Regions from separate parts of the Hordeum vulgare genome. Here region 2 is linked to region 1. A link is a contact called in public Hi-C data. All regions are on one chromosome and are shown on one strand. Each heading gives the region's core, a stretch centred on a gene start, on an enhancer-like site or on the middle of the called end of the contact. The rest is flanking DNA. Distances are from core to core; before and after follow the strand shown. Region 1 holds the start of LOC123447333 (TLC domain-containing protein 4-like). Region 2 holds the start of LOC123416592 (protein SRG1-like).

Evidence for each region. A called contact is a pair of places that touch in the nucleus more often than the background predicts.
Region 2: a Hi-C map of leaf shows a contact between it and region 1, with 7 times the contacts expected there. The contact joins the promoter of LOC123416592 here to the promoter of LOC123447333 in region 1. A contact is called at or near these places in 2 of 6 Hi-C or Micro-C datasets (both in leaf).

The regions. Positions count from the first base shown.
Region 1 is chr1H:480,052,810-480,056,829 of MorexV3_pseudomolecules_assembly, reverse strand. It overlaps LOC123447333 (TLC domain-containing protein 4-like), which reads right to left and starts at 2,039. Exons shown (of 9, transcript XM_045123929.1): 1 at 1,766-2,039; 2 at 885-1,045; 3 at 66-154. The coding sequence starts at 1,019.
Region 2 is chr1H:480,225,293-480,229,312 of MorexV3_pseudomolecules_assembly, reverse strand. LOC123416592 (protein SRG1-like) reads left to right here and starts at 2,081. Exons shown (of 3, transcript XM_045106807.1): 1 at 2,081-2,456; 2 at 2,573-2,817; 3 at 2,933-3,604. The coding sequence starts at 2,205. The coding sequence ends at 3,497. It overlaps TRNAD-GUC (a tRNA gene), which reads right to left and starts at 3,770; the gene lies at 3,699-3,770. It overlaps LOC123416608 (a long non-coding RNA gene), which reads left to right and starts at 23. Exons shown (of 3, transcript XR_006616222.1): 1 at 23-71; 2 at 155-223; 3 at 292-345.

The sequences.
Region 1 (4,020 bases), core at 790-3,289:
AAAGTCATAAATATTATGTATGACAAAGGAGGGAGTTGGATAGTAAGTTGTAAAATTAATCTCACCTGTTGTTCCATTCGATCTTCTGCATGTTGTTAAGAGAAGCATAACCTTTGAACTTGAATGAACTGATAATGCGCGTGAAATCATAAGCCTGAGCTAGTAAACACAAATAATGTTACGCGATGGTCAAGGAAGTTTTACAATGATTGAAGTTCAGGTATGATAGATGCATTTACAAAGTTCCATTGAGAATTAAGGTTCACAGAGATAACGCATGCTAGAAATCATGTTCATTGCTAGCATCACACTACTCTATTGCAGCGAGCTACTCAGAGAATACCAATATATCGAGTTAGCTCAGCAAAAATTCATTTGCGTTAGCTCAACCAAAAATCCGCTCGTGTTAGCTCAACCAAAATCTGTTTGCGTCAGCTTAACCATAACATGGTGGGGCTTTAGGCTGTATAGCATTTGACCTTAGCTTATAAAGTCATAATGAATACTGAACTGAGGTCAAAGAAATGAAGTGTATCTACAAATAAATACAAACCTTAATAAGCAAATATGTACTGCTAAGCAAAATTTCTTTGTTCGACTGGTGCCTGATCTACACTCATCAGTGTAATCACGGTTTGGAAGGGTGAAAAAACCCAATACAAATTGACATGTTAAATAAAAAACCCAAAATATAATGAGAACATTTTCTAATGATATCTCTTGATGTTAAGCGCCCACATGAAACTCAGTAAGTCAAACCACATGAACATAAAAAGAAATTTAAAACACTTTTTGCCCAATCAACATGCTATACAAAAAAGTTATTGCACGGTTACCAGTAGAGTGGTCAAAAGAGTTAAGAGAACAAGGGCGAATGACATTACCAATTTGCACATCAGGATTCCCCCAAGCACAGAAGTGTATGGAGCATAGGAGTCTGCTAGCAGGTAGTCCCTAACAAGAACCTCTTTGTACTTATAGGCTTTAAATGCCATGGCTGGAGCCGCAGGCGCGTCCATATCCAGATTTGTGGCCACTCAACAGCCTGATGAAGAAACCAAACAGAGATATATATATAAGTACCAAGAATTACTAATCGACAATGCGCAGGCTTGGAAACTCAAGAGGACTATTGAGCGTTTCGTGATATCTACACTAATTATAGTACTAAGGTACGGCTAACAACTTTGCATGACATGGGTAGGGCGGATCAACGGCTCCACAAGACAAGATCACTATCAGAGCAAACGTGTTTGTTTGAACCGCTTTAAAAAGTGCAGACAACCAAAAGTGGAAGAATTTCGCATGGTAAAATAGAGATGCACCCCTCCTGATTCCTAACAAGTCGCTGCTAAACAAGGGAATCTCTGTCCCATGTAAATAATGGTAAGAGCAAATTTTTTTTTTTAAAAAAAATCAGTGACGAGACCACCGCAGCAGCACTACTTGACTTGAAAGTAAAAAAGCAGGTACACTAGCCCATCCAACGGGACGGCAACCAATTGGCAAACGGCGCATGGACTGGGACTGGGAGCTACTCGTGCAAGAAGCGCAACTAAGATTTCAAGCGCAGCAGCAACATCCCATCCCGTCCCAATCTCCACCTCGAAACAGCCGGCCGAGGGCGCCAAGATCGGGCGTGCTCGCTCCCAGTCCCCACAGGCTAGACGAAATCCAAGCTTCAAGTCCTCCAAGAAGGCAAAACAAGCTATAAAGCGCAGAAGAAGCTGGGCAGGGAGGAGGGAGGGAGCGGAAGCTAGCGCACCTGAGCGTGGCGAGGTTGCGGGGAACTTGCGGTGGCCGGGAAGCGAGGTTGGGGGTTGGGGAAGCGAGCGCGGTGGATTGGGAGAAGGCCGCGGATTCCTTGTCCTCTTGGCAGAGCCTTTGGTTGCTTGTGTCCCGGTTCTTGCTTGGCTATTGGCTATTGGAGGGGAAGGGGAAGGGGAAAGCGAGCGCTGGATGCAAAGGAAAGGAGACGATGCCCGCGGGCCACGCCAGGAGATTTCTTTCTTTTCTTTTCTTTCTCGTTCTCAGACTCAGAGATGGAGAAAGAATTATTGCGACGCGGCCGGAGCAATAAATAATGCAAAGTGCTGTCGCGGCGGGAGAAATAAATAGATAGAGTACACGGCGATCGGAACGGGTCGCGAAGCCTCGCTCGCTCGCTCGTTCGTGGGCCTCCTGGGACGCGACACGTGGCACCGCCTCGTTTCGCCAATAAAATTATCGCGTGCGGCTCAATCTCTACGATCTCGTTTTCTTTTCAGGAAATCTTCAATCTATTTATGTTCAACTGTGATAGTATAAGGAACGACTGATGTAATAAAATCGTCTATGAACCATCCACACACGAATACAAACACCGGAGCGAGCCGAATGCGTGTTGCCGTCATTGCCCCTCCCGGTGTTTCGGTGAGAGCATTTTGTGGAGATCTATTCGAGTGGGGCTAGTCCTTTGTGGACCTAAGCCATGGTGGAATAGACAAGGTTGCTTCTCCATGAACCCTTCGTGCGTGGAGCCCTTCATGACCACCGGATGATGGAATATACAAGGTTACTTCAATTTAAGGGAGAAAGAAGTAGAGGTCCGTGCGCCACCACCGCGGGATGCCGGCGGAGCCCGGCAAGGATGAACGCCTCCTCGCATGGGTGTACTCCATCAGGACGGTCGAGATGGAAGAATGCCGATACACTCTGGCTTGCTATTGATCAGTCGGAGCGTGAGGCGGCTCAGATCGTCGAGTTGAAGCGGGAATAGGACATGACGGTTCGTGAGATGAAGGGACTCATCGTCCTCTCCGACTCTGACGACGAAGACGGCGACGACGACACCTCCTCCATTGATGATCAAGACCCTCCTCCCCAAGCCATGGACGACTACAACTGCGTCGGCAACTGAAAGGGCGAAGGCCCAGCAAGGAAGTGGTGATCTTGCCCCTCCTCCGCATTGTTTATATCGTTTTTAGTTGTAGAAATTTAAGAACTATGTCCGATGAACTTAAGGTGATCTTCCGGGGTGATGTTTGATGTATGTTTGTAGTCAATCTTGTGTTCGTTTGCATCTGATTTTGTTGTCTGACGTTTGATCACATAGAGTAGTTCAACGTTGCATGTGTAATATGGATATAGGGTGACCGATATGAGATACCACGATTCCACGATGGGCTAATTACCGTGGAGCGTGAATAAAGATGGTCACATTACCATGGCTAATTACCGGTCACGCCTTAAATCTGTTCCTCTCCATTTGAGTCTCTCATATTTCATTCCCTCGGTCCATACATCATGTAGAATAAGCCTACGTACTACGACAATCTAGCTACGATTCGTCGTTGGAGATGTCCACGACGTGTGTGTTGGGCACCGGGTGGTAGTGTTGGGGAACGTCGCGTGGGAAACAAAAATTTTCCTACGCGCACGAAGACCTATCATGGTGATGTCCATCTACGAGAGGGGATGAGTGATCTACGTACCCTTCTAGATCGTACAGCAGAAGCGTTAGAGAACGCGGTTGATGTAGTGGAACGTCCTCACGTCCCTCGATCCGCCCCGCGAACAATCCCGCGATCAGTCCCACGATCTAGTACCGAACGGACGGCACCTCCGCGTTCAGCACACGTACAGCTCGACGATGATCTCGGCCTTCTTGATCCAGCAAGAGAGACGGAGAGGTAGAAGAGTTCTCCGGCAGCGTGACGGCGCTCCGGAGGTTGGTGATGACCTTGTCTCAGCAGGGCTCCGCCCGAGCTCCGCAGAAACGCGATCTAGAGGAAAAACCGTGGAGGTATGTGGTCGGGCAGCCGTGAGAAAGTCGTCTCAAATCAGCCCTAAAACCTCCGTATATATAGGTGGGAGGGAGGGGGGCCTTGCCTTGGGGTCCAAGGACCCCCAAGGAGTCGGCCGAGCCAAAGGGGGGGAGGACTCCCCCCCAAACCGAGTTGGACTTGGTTTGGTGGGAGGAGTCCCCCTTCCTTCCCACCTCCTTCCTTTTTTTTTCTTTCCTCTTGATTTTTCTTCTCT
Region 2 (4,020 bases), core at 832-3,331, 170 kb before region 1:
TGAATCAACAGGTATGGGTAAACATGGGTCCGCTTCTGTACCACTTTGCTGATGCCCATGGACCAGATGATGTAATTACTCTTTTGTGGACCCCCATTATTTATGCTAATTGAAGGTGGCATTATCAGTTGACATAGTTTCTCCTTGAACTCAGGATATGTCTATCGAACTAAGTTTGGAAGATGTGAAAAGGGTAGCTTACCATTATGGGTTTGTGATGGAGGTGAGGGTTTATGCACTATAAGTTGGCCATTGCTGTCTCCACAGATTTTATTGACATGCAATTTGCAGGTGGAGAAGATGATAGATACCATGTACACGGCAAATATGGCATCGATGATGCAGGTAACTTACCAACAGTTGATTGAATCACATGATGTATAACACTGAATTCAGTCAATGCATGGCGAGCGGTCTTATATCTGCATCTGGTTTGAGTTGCAGAATCGATACCGCGCGACATTTTGGACGATGAGGAAGGACGCATCTCGTTCGAAAGCTAAAAAGCGCCAGTGAGGTGAAGATCCTCCGGCTAGTGTGAAATCTGCGTCGAAGCTGTTAGAAATTTAGTAAGAGTAATTTGGGTCAGTCCCATCGGTGATGTTTATCCTAGGACAAACGTGATGTGTTTGGTGCCGCCATTGTCGCACCATGATATACTACTATTGATACTCAAACCTCAGAGCGAAACTATGTCGTGAATACTGCGATATAATTTGCTTGAGCCACTTTTAGCAAACGGGCGGTGTGATGTACACGAAAGAAAAAGGTTGACCACTTGACCATGCTATATTAGGCCGTGTTTGGTTCAACTTATTTTTACCAACTTCTGTTTTAAAAAGCTAAAAGCTTACCAAAGGAATAAATGTTCAAAGCAGTTTTTGAGAATCTATAGTTTCTTTCTAGTGTAAATTTCAAAGTTGTGGTATCCCAACTTTTGAGTTTCCAGGTTTTTCACAGCAACTTTTTCATAACAACTTTTCCACATCAGTTTTTTTAGACCTGACCTGAGTAGCTGCCTTAGACCTGACCAAGCAGATGAGCTCGCTGGCTCTGTTCTTGCCTTTTATATTCCGCCGCATGCAAAAATCTCCATAACTTTCTTCACTAAAAAATTCCCCTTGTTGTGTAGCAGAAGCACTAATCGCTTCCCCCCGCCGGAGACATCTCTGTAGTACGCCACGAACCGGTGCTCCATCACCGTATAAGAACGTCTAGCAAACCCTGTATAATGCTAATGCTCCATCACTGTAAAATACGGTTTTACGGATCGGCACGAACGACGACTTGATCACGGGCACAAGCTCAAGCCCATCTATCTGACGACCTATATAAGGAGGCACTGGCTTGTGAAGCGAAACTAACTCACTCTCTCCCTCTTGCATAACCCTAGCCATAATCTACTATTCCTCTGACTGTGCTGCTTTCAACGATCCCATCCCGATGACCGTGTGCACGACCGGTGAAGAGAGCAGGTGTCTCCGAAACCCTGTCATTCAAGATCTTGTCCGGGAGAACGACGATAAGGTTTTTGGGAAGCGTCTCGGCGCGACAGCTCCCTATGCAGCCCCGTATCCGTCTTTCTCTGTTTTGACTACTTTTCCTCCATCGCCTCCACGGCCGTCACCGATGCCCACCACGAAGAAGGCCACGGAGGACGTCGCTGCCAAGAAGAAGGCCACGAAGGTTGCCTAGGATGTTGCTGCCGCCATCGTGTTGGTCTGGCCAATCAGAGAGTATGACCTGTTCATTCCCTATTTACTCGTTCATGTGCTAGCCGTATATGCTATGTTCATATATGTTTCAGTTATGTACATGCTTACACACTTAGTTATTGTTATAAGTTGCGTATTGTGTTTGTCATGCTTACATTACTAGTAGATTACATTAATCGAAAAAATACTAACATTTCCAACATACGTAACGTAAGTATATGGTATATGTATAATTTTAAGCTGTGTTGACATCACTGGCTACATGTAACATGTCCCATAGCCGCCACTGTTTTTGGACCGTTGTACTATACCTACCCACTTGAAACAACATTATTGGCATGCACATACCCACCATCGAACCACCCACATTTTTATACTAGGAGTAGATTCTCGTCCGGGTGCACAACCCAACCAGCACAGCACCTACGTACCCAAAGTCAAAACTCAAAAACGCAGCACAGAAACAGAAGGACAGAAACCGAAGGATCGATGGAGATCGGCGACGACGTCGTCGTCACCAGGGCCGGGATCACGGACGCCGCGGAGGCCACGTTCGCGGACTCCACCGAGATCCCCGACAGGTATGCCCGGCCGGACGAGGTCGGGGACGGGGTCGTCGTGGGCGACGACGAGAGCTACGAGCTGCCGCTCGTTGACATGGCGAGGCTGCTAGCCTCGGAGTCCTCGGAGGCGGAGACGGCCAAGCTTGGCTCTGCGTGTCGAGACTGGGGCTTCTTCCAGGTTAATTATTAGGCATCCTTCATCTTTTTCCCTACAGAGGAAATTTGCATCCGCATCAGTTATCCTTTTTTGGGGGGTACTACTATGAAATCAAACATTCTTCGATCGTTTTGCAGCTAACAAACCACGGAGTCGACGAATCAGTTGTACAAGGCATGAAAGATAACGCTATGCAGTTCTTCCGCTTGGCGCTGGAGAAGAAGAACGCACTGGCCGTCCATGCCGGCAGCCTGGGAGGGTTTGGGCACCACTTCACCGGAGCGTCCCGCAAGTTGGACTGGGCAGAGAGCCTCATCCTCGCGACGCAACAGAACGAGAAAACCAGCATGGACTTCTGGCCCGCCGATCCACCAACATTTAGGTCATTTTCTTCATTCAAACATTTTTGGGTCTTCCTTTCAAGCATGCATGCATGCATGCATGGAGGAAGTACATCTCGTTCGCCTGCTTATAAGTTATAACCAATTAATCACCAGGGACGCGCTCGGCAAGTACTCGCGCGAGGTGTCGAGCCTCACGAGGCGTCTCGTGGGGTTCATGGCGAGCGACCTCGGGGTGGAGCCGGAGGAGCTGGACGGGGCCTTCCGTGGCAAGACGCAGAGCGTCGCCATGCACCATTACCCGCCGTGCCGGCACCCGGACAAGGTGATAGGCATCACGCCGCACCACGACGGCCTCGGGCTGGCGCTGCTGCTGCACGTGGACGACAGCCCGGGCCTGCAGGTGAGGAGGGGCGGCAGGTGGTTCCCGCTGGACCCGCTGCCGGGCGCCCTCGTCGTCAACGTCGGGGACATCCTCCAGGTCCTCACCAACGGCAAGTACAGGAGCGCCGAGCATAGGGTGCTGGTGGACGCCGAGAGGGGGCGGGCGACCGTGGTGATGTTCCAGGACGCGTCCGTCGCCGGGACGGTGAAGCCGCTGCCGGGGCTCGGCGAGGCCAGGTACAGGGCGATCGAGTATGGCGAGTATGTCAAGGGGAATTTCAGGGGGCTGGCTGAAGGGACCAGGTTCGTCGACAGCCTCGAGATGGACATAGCGTAGGACGGCGCGCGGGCGTCTTCAAGAGAAGAAGAGAGCCGAACAACACTCGAATTATTTAGTTGTACGTACAATGTTTGCCCTGAATAAATTCACATGTTGCGCGCGTAGATCTCGACGAATTGATGATGTCTTGGCGCTTTTCGTTCGACGACAAGAAGAAAGGGCACCGTGGGACGTAAAAAAGAAAACGAAAAGAAAATTCGCCGTTGCCGGGGATCGAACCCGGGTCACCCGCGTGACAGGCGGGAATACTTACCACTATACTACAACGACTTGCTTGTGATTTCGGTCGAGCCAGAATACCCAGCTACTTGAAGTTACGCTTGCATGCGATGGATTCCGAGTTGCTTGTCGGTACTATTCTCCACGGATTATTGTTCACACAGATGCACTTTGTCGGTACTATTCCGGTTTACATTTCAGGTACGATTCGTACAATATATCTTTAGTTTTTCGGGGTCGATATGAGTATATTCCTGTTGATTGAGTGGGCATGAAAACACTAATCACATGAAGCATTGTT